Regions from separate parts of the Sus scrofa genome. Here region 1 is linked to region 2. The links are chromatin contacts, called in public HiChIP or PLAC-seq maps. All regions are on one chromosome and are shown on one strand. The core of a region is the stretch at or near the end of the contact, and the rest is flanking DNA. Distances in the headings are between cores, read along the strand shown.

The links. HiChIP or PLAC-seq counts read pairs in DNA pulled down with a chosen protein or histone mark.
Region 1: an H3K27ac HiChIP or PLAC-seq map of alveolar macrophages shows a contact between it and region 2. The contact joins two enhancer-like sites. A contact is called at or near these places in 6 of 47 Hi-C or Micro-C datasets (alveolar macrophages, blood, fibroblasts and 2 more) and 2 of 2 datasets of contacts at active chromatin or transcription factors (alveolar macrophages and skeletal muscle).

Annotation. Positions count from the first base shown.
Region 1 is chr1:158,487,812-158,490,839 of Sscrofa11.1, forward strand. The region is part of intron 1 of BCL2 (apoptosis regulator Bcl-2); the gene reads left to right. Among named protein-coding and RNA genes, the nearest start is that of BCL2, 150 kb to the left of the region's middle. Within about 2 kb of position 1,405, at least 6 of the 83 cell types and tissues checked have an H3K27ac peak or open chromatin away from gene starts, as enhancers often do. A contact at or near this core is called in alveolar macrophages, where this site is marked.
Region 2 is chr1:158,353,606-158,356,625 of Sscrofa11.1, forward strand. All of the region lies in intron 1 of BCL2 (apoptosis regulator Bcl-2), which reads left to right. Among named protein-coding and RNA genes, the nearest start is that of BCL2, 18 kb to the left of the region's middle. Within about 2 kb of position 1,301, at least 5 of the 83 cell types and tissues checked have an H3K27ac peak or open chromatin away from gene starts, as enhancers often do. A contact at or near this core is called in alveolar macrophages, where this site is marked.

The DNA.
Region 1 (3,028 bases), core at 155-2,654, 130 kb after region 2:
TGGCATTTTCCTTCTCCAGGATCCAGTTTCACTGCTTAAAACATAGAGGGACTTGGCCCCTAACCCATCTTCTTGCATCTTGGTTTTTCTAGATAGAGGACACCTAACCCCAATCAGTTTCTTAATTTCTCAGGGGGGAAAAAAAAAAAAAAAAAAAAAAAAAACCTGTCAGACCCATGAGTAACTTAATTGTTGATTTGTACGAAAGCTTTCTTATTTAGCTCCAGGATCGCTGTCTACAATGTGAAGGAGGGTGGCCCCTGGCTTGAGTTGTTGCTGTGCCTTTTTCTCACTGAGCAGCCAGCTCAGAGGACAGAAGGTGGAGAAGAATGGAAGAAAGAGACCCCGTGGTTTACTCCTCCAGCCTGGAGCTGCTTCTGGGCAAACGCTTTGACCTGCATCTCTGGTGGCCCAAGAAATGGGGAAATCGGGGCTCTGGGCACAGAGCCCATTGAGGTTATGAAGTCCACTGGTTTGCAGTTACTGAACAGAACAGCAGAGCCCCTCCACCACCACCACCCCGCCTCCCGCAAAAAGAATTAGGACTTGGAAAGGGATTCCCAGGCCTTGGAAAGAAGCCTACATTTCTGAGTGTCAGGTGGACATGCTCAGGTCTGGGCAAGGTGGGGGAGACCCAGCTCCGGGCATTTGGGTAGAGCTTACTGATGTTCTAAGGCAGGGCATCTCCGCAGGGCTGAGTTTGCCTCCCAGGGGACAGTGGCAAGGTCTGGAGACATTTTTGTTGTCCCTTCTCCGCTGGGGTTTCTATTGAACATCCCACGAAGCCCTCCCAGTGAAGATGTATCTGGCCCCGCAAGCCAGTGTTCTAAGTCCTGAAGCCCCGTCTTATTCTGTAGGTTGAAACCACTGGGCTGAGGTGGATGGGAAAGTATTTGCAATTTTCCCCCCAAGGGACAATCCCCGGCTGCTGGAGGGAGGCTTTGTGTTAACTCTTGCTCCCTTCGCTTCTTTGTCCCTTCCTGTCTTCTGCCCCCTCAGCCTTTTATTTTTCCCCTCAACAGACTTCATTCGGGGCCAAAATGGTTTCTGGTCTTACTTGGGGAATACCCTTGGGCAAGGCAAGCAGTGAGAACAGGAACTCCAAGAAGGCCAAGTGCTTCTTACCTTGGTCACACCAGTGGTCCACATTGGGGTCCTGGAAGAACTCAGGTGATGAGCCTGGGAGGTGCAAAGAGAACATTGGAGGGGGGTGGGCAGAAGAGAGAGAGTGTGACAAGCACACTAGGGATAGAAAGAAGGAGAGGGTTCCAGGTGACCCAGGCAAGCCCTCCTCTCTTTCCCACTGCCTGCCCCCATTTCTCGTCTCCCCCCTCACCTACACGCCTTTCCCTCTCTGCATCTCAGCCACTATCCTCGTCCTCTCTCTCCACGCCAATAGGGGGCAGCAGAGAGCAGAATGCTGAACCTACAGGTGACAAACTCAATCTCTGAGCCATCCCCTCTCCTAGACTCCAGGGAGCCCTGCAGCTTCCATCCCAGCAGGTTGGCTCTCTGAGACCTTCCTCTTCCACCAGTGTCTCTCCTCACCGTCAGAGCCCCAGAGGTGGCTCCCCAGCTCCGTGCACCACACATCCCACAGCAACCTGACTCATGAATTGTGTCTGGCTTCCGGACTCATCTGATACTGACTTTCTGTATGGTTTCTCAACCTTTCCAATGAGGATATTTTGCCTCTTCAAGTTGGCCACCCATTCCTTGAGGCAGAAGGTTTGCTCTGCCCCTGCTGTTTCCCCCAGGCCCCAGAACAGAGCCAGTCAGGGTCTGTGTTCAGTTCAGTTCTGTTGATGGATGGAGAGAGTGCTGTTATCTGCTCCTTCCCACAGCACCCCCTCTGAAGGATCTTTATATGTTATCTCACAGCATTCTCACTCCAGCCATTGTAGCCGATGTCATTCCCCTGATTTTATAGATGCACAAACTGAGGCTCAAAGGGATTAGACATCTCTGCCAAGTTCTAAAGGCTCTGACATAGTAGACTCGGAAATCTACTAAAAGCCACGCTTCTGCCCCAGCCCCAGACAGTCCTGAGATTCCTACAGTAGATAATGAGTCCATCTTCCATGAGCAAAGCCCTCTCTTTATGGATTGAGTTTAAATTGTTTTGATTTCAGTTTATGTATGTATTCATCCCATAAATGCTTACATACTTCTACCCCGTGCCAGGCACTGTTGGAACCTGGGAAGACACAGATGGATGAGATACAGGTGCTGCCCTTGAGGAGAAGAGGCAGATGTGTAGCAGAGAGCTCAACAGCAGGCAGAGATGGGCAGAGCAAGAAAGGAGTGTGATGGGGAGGTGACAGGGCTTGGCCAAGAAAGGCTTTGCAGATGAGATGGTGTTTGAGCAGAGTCCTGAGAGGCACGAGGAGGGTGTGTGAGCTGGGATCAGCTGGAGGTATGAGGTTCCAGGCCGATGCTGCCAATAGGACATGGAGTTTAAGGCGTGGGGTGAGCATGGGGAGAGGTAGGGCTGGAAATGTGGGTTGGGGCCAGTTCACCCTGTGGACAACAGGAAACCACTCAGGGCACTGGAATGAGAGAGAAGGATGCAATTGCTTTGTTGTTTAAGAGGCACCCCCTCGAAGGGGTGCCAAGGGCAGGCTGAAGGTCCCTGTGAGTTGGGAAGATCAGCAGCAGCGCAGTGGGGTTAAGGGAGCTGCAGCACTGACTGGAAAGAGGAGCCATCCATAGAGAAGGCAGTGATGGCGTGTTGGTGGGTAGGGAAGAAGTTGAGATCACTTGTGTCTTTCCGGCTATGTTGTAGGCTGTCAAGGCTGCTGGTTGGGTTTTTAGAGGCAGATTTGGGGAAAGCTTTATGTGTTCCCTTTGGGGGTGTGTTGGGTTTGAAGCACCTGAGTTATACTGGATATATTTGATTCAAAGTTAGGATTGGAGGCTCATAAAAGATTTATGAGCCATCAGCCTAAACGCCCCTTAGCAAGGTTGTCGCTGAAGTCAGGGAGGGCATGAGGTTTCTACTCCTTGGGGAGACATGTGGCCATTTCCA
Region 2 (3,020 bases), core at 51-2,550:
TTTGGCTCCAATAGTCTGTATAAATAGCCTTTGAAAAATAAGTCATAATCACTTCTTCACACCAAGACCAGACACCTGATTCAGAAACTCTCCCTGGGGTAAGTGTGTGTGTGTGTGTGTGTGTGTTGGAATAACACACCCACAGTGCTTTCCCGATTCAAGAGAAATGATCTCACTGTCCAATTGTTACCTGCCTAATGCCTTAATCAAAAGGTGGGAAAAGTCTGCGGTTTTACCCCTGGTGTGATCCTCAGCCCTCACTGTTCTTATTTTAGGCATGACCTTAGTGTTTTTTCCAGAGTCCAGAGGTGGAATGACATGTTACTCAAGTTTACAAGATGATGATGTATCTGCTTTTATATTTAGCTGTAAATTTTATTCTACTCATAAACAAACCCACCTTCGGTAACCACGGTGCATCAAGGGACAGTTATTTCCATTCCCCTTGGTTTAATTTGGATACATTTGGCCTAGAACAGCACAGTGTTTCCATAATAACATCTGAACAGGATGCTGTGTTGATCTGCAGGGCTCAGGGAGTTTCAGCATGGGCCAGGAAACTACTTTCTTAAAAGGAACTTAAACATCAAATTCTGACAAGGTAGGAAACTCTTACTAGTCTCCTTACTAAACTCTCTTTTTTCCTTCCTGCAGTCTTGTTAATTGTTATATCTCTTGGTGATTATTAAACACATATGGATGGAATATTTAATCTTAGGTTCATGTGCAGAGTTAAGTAACTCAAATTCAGGTGGAAAAAATATTTTAAGGGATTTGTTTAATCAAGCATATACAAATTAAAAAATTTCTTCCCAGCACAACATGTTATAACTTTTAGAGTGGAACTTCATGGTATTTCACAAGGAAGCAAAAAAGGAAGGGGAATTTATTCAGGCAGACGGACAATAGTAACCTTTCATTAAATGAGACAGAGTTCAATACCAAACCCTGGCTTCTGTGTTTATTGAACTAAACACACCACCAGCTATGTCCCTTCTCTTTTACAGACCAGACCGCTTTAAAAATATTGGTCCAAAAAACCCTAAACTGTTTAATTTATAAGATATAACCCAACAGTATAATATCTGCAAGATTGCTTTATGTATTTTTTATAAATCCTTAAAATCCTAATGGCTTCAGGTAATTAGGATCTTTGCTCTTTTGATGGTTAAATATGTGACGACTGAGTTGTCTGGCTTGGTCTCAGGACAAGAGAAGGGTGGGTTTGGGTTCTGTGCCCAGGATGGGCTCCCTGGTTTCCAGCGTAAAAAGAAGGCCCCGCCCTTCCTCTGCCCCCTCCCACTCACACACCCCCTCCCTGGGATGATTCATAGTGTCCACATGGAAATGAAGAGGACCCATCTGTCACCAGTGTTGTCATTTGTGAATAAAAAGCCTTTATGGCTGCAAAGCCCATTAACGCCCTCAGAAATCTCTGTTTAAGCAATTATGGTGATCCTCAACACATCTAGGAAGGAGGAAGTAATTTCCACCCCTGCTATGCAGAAGGATATTCATAAAGCTCACGTGCCGAAGGTCATACCCATTCCTCATTAGAGTTGGGCCATCATTCTTAACAGCTTTGCTTTAAAATACATAAACATATATAATATGAATGTGGGTGCATGTTTATCTGATAAACAAAACTGATATAACTAAAACTTGCAGTTTTGACCATTTTTTTTTTTTTTTGTCTTTTTGCCTTTTCTAGGGCGGGCTCCCACGGCATAGGGAGGTTCCCAGGCTAGGGGTCTAAACGGAGCTGTAGCTGCCGGCCTACACCACAGCCACAGCAACGTGGGATCCGAGCCGCCTCTGCGACCTCCACCACAGCTCACGGCAACGCCAGATCCTTAACCCACTGAGCAAGGCCAGGGACTGAACCCGCAACCTCATGGTTCCTAGTCGGATTCGTTAACCACTGAGCCACCACAGGAACTCCTGACCATTTTTAAGTGCATCTTAAGTTCAGTGACATTAAGCACATTCACAATGTTGTATAGCCATGCTCACCATCCATGCCCAGAACTTTTCTGTCATTCCGAACTGAGACGCTGTACTCATTAAACAGCAACTGCCCTGTTGCCTCCCACCTACCTGCCACCCTCCAGGCCCCGGTAACCACTATTTTGTCTTCTGTTTCTATGAATTTGACTTCTCTTTGTATATCGTGTAAGTGGAATCGTACAATAATTGTCCTTTTATGTCTGGCTTATTTCACTTAGTGTAACATTTTCAAGGTTCATCCATATTGTAGCAGGTGTGGGAATTTTATTTCTTAAGGCTGAAGAGCTTTCTATCCAATTCAAAAAATCCACTTTCTCACAAGATTGGTTATCATGTCCCCCAGCCAACAGAAACAGCAAATATAGTTCATTAGGACTGAGTTGGCAGAGGAGACCTGCAGATTGTTTTAAAATTGATTTTCAAAGTCTGACTGCTGGGAGTTCCCGTTGTAGCTCAGCGTTCACGAACCCGACTGGTATCTGTGAGGACAAAGATTCTGTCCTTGGCCTTGCCAGTGGGTTAAGGATCTGGCATTGCTATGAGCTGTGGTGTAGGTCACAGATGCAACTTGGATCCTGCATTGCTCTGGCTGTGACATAGGTCAGCAGCTGCAGCTCTGATTGGACCCTTAGCCAGGGAACTTCCATATGCCACGGGTATGGCCCTAAAAACAAAACAAAACAAAACAAAACAAATCTGATTGTCAGGAAGAAGTTAAAAATGCTATTAAGACTGGCTCAGGAACTGAAAAGCACAGCCCTCTGAGGCACCTCTGTGTGGGGCAGACAGTAATGAAGATCTCAGCTGCCCTTGAGGTTATCAGCGGGTTGTAAGCCTCGGACAGTCTTACTTTTTCCTAAGGATGTTGCTGAGTCATCAAGACAGGCCTGTTTTCCATAGGAAGAGTTGAAGAGTTCAGAGAAAGCGGGTAATAAGTTTCAGAAATATCTTCATTCCAAATGGTCAAAAAAAAGGTGTTTTTTTTTTTTTTTTAAAGTTTAGGCTTCAGTCAT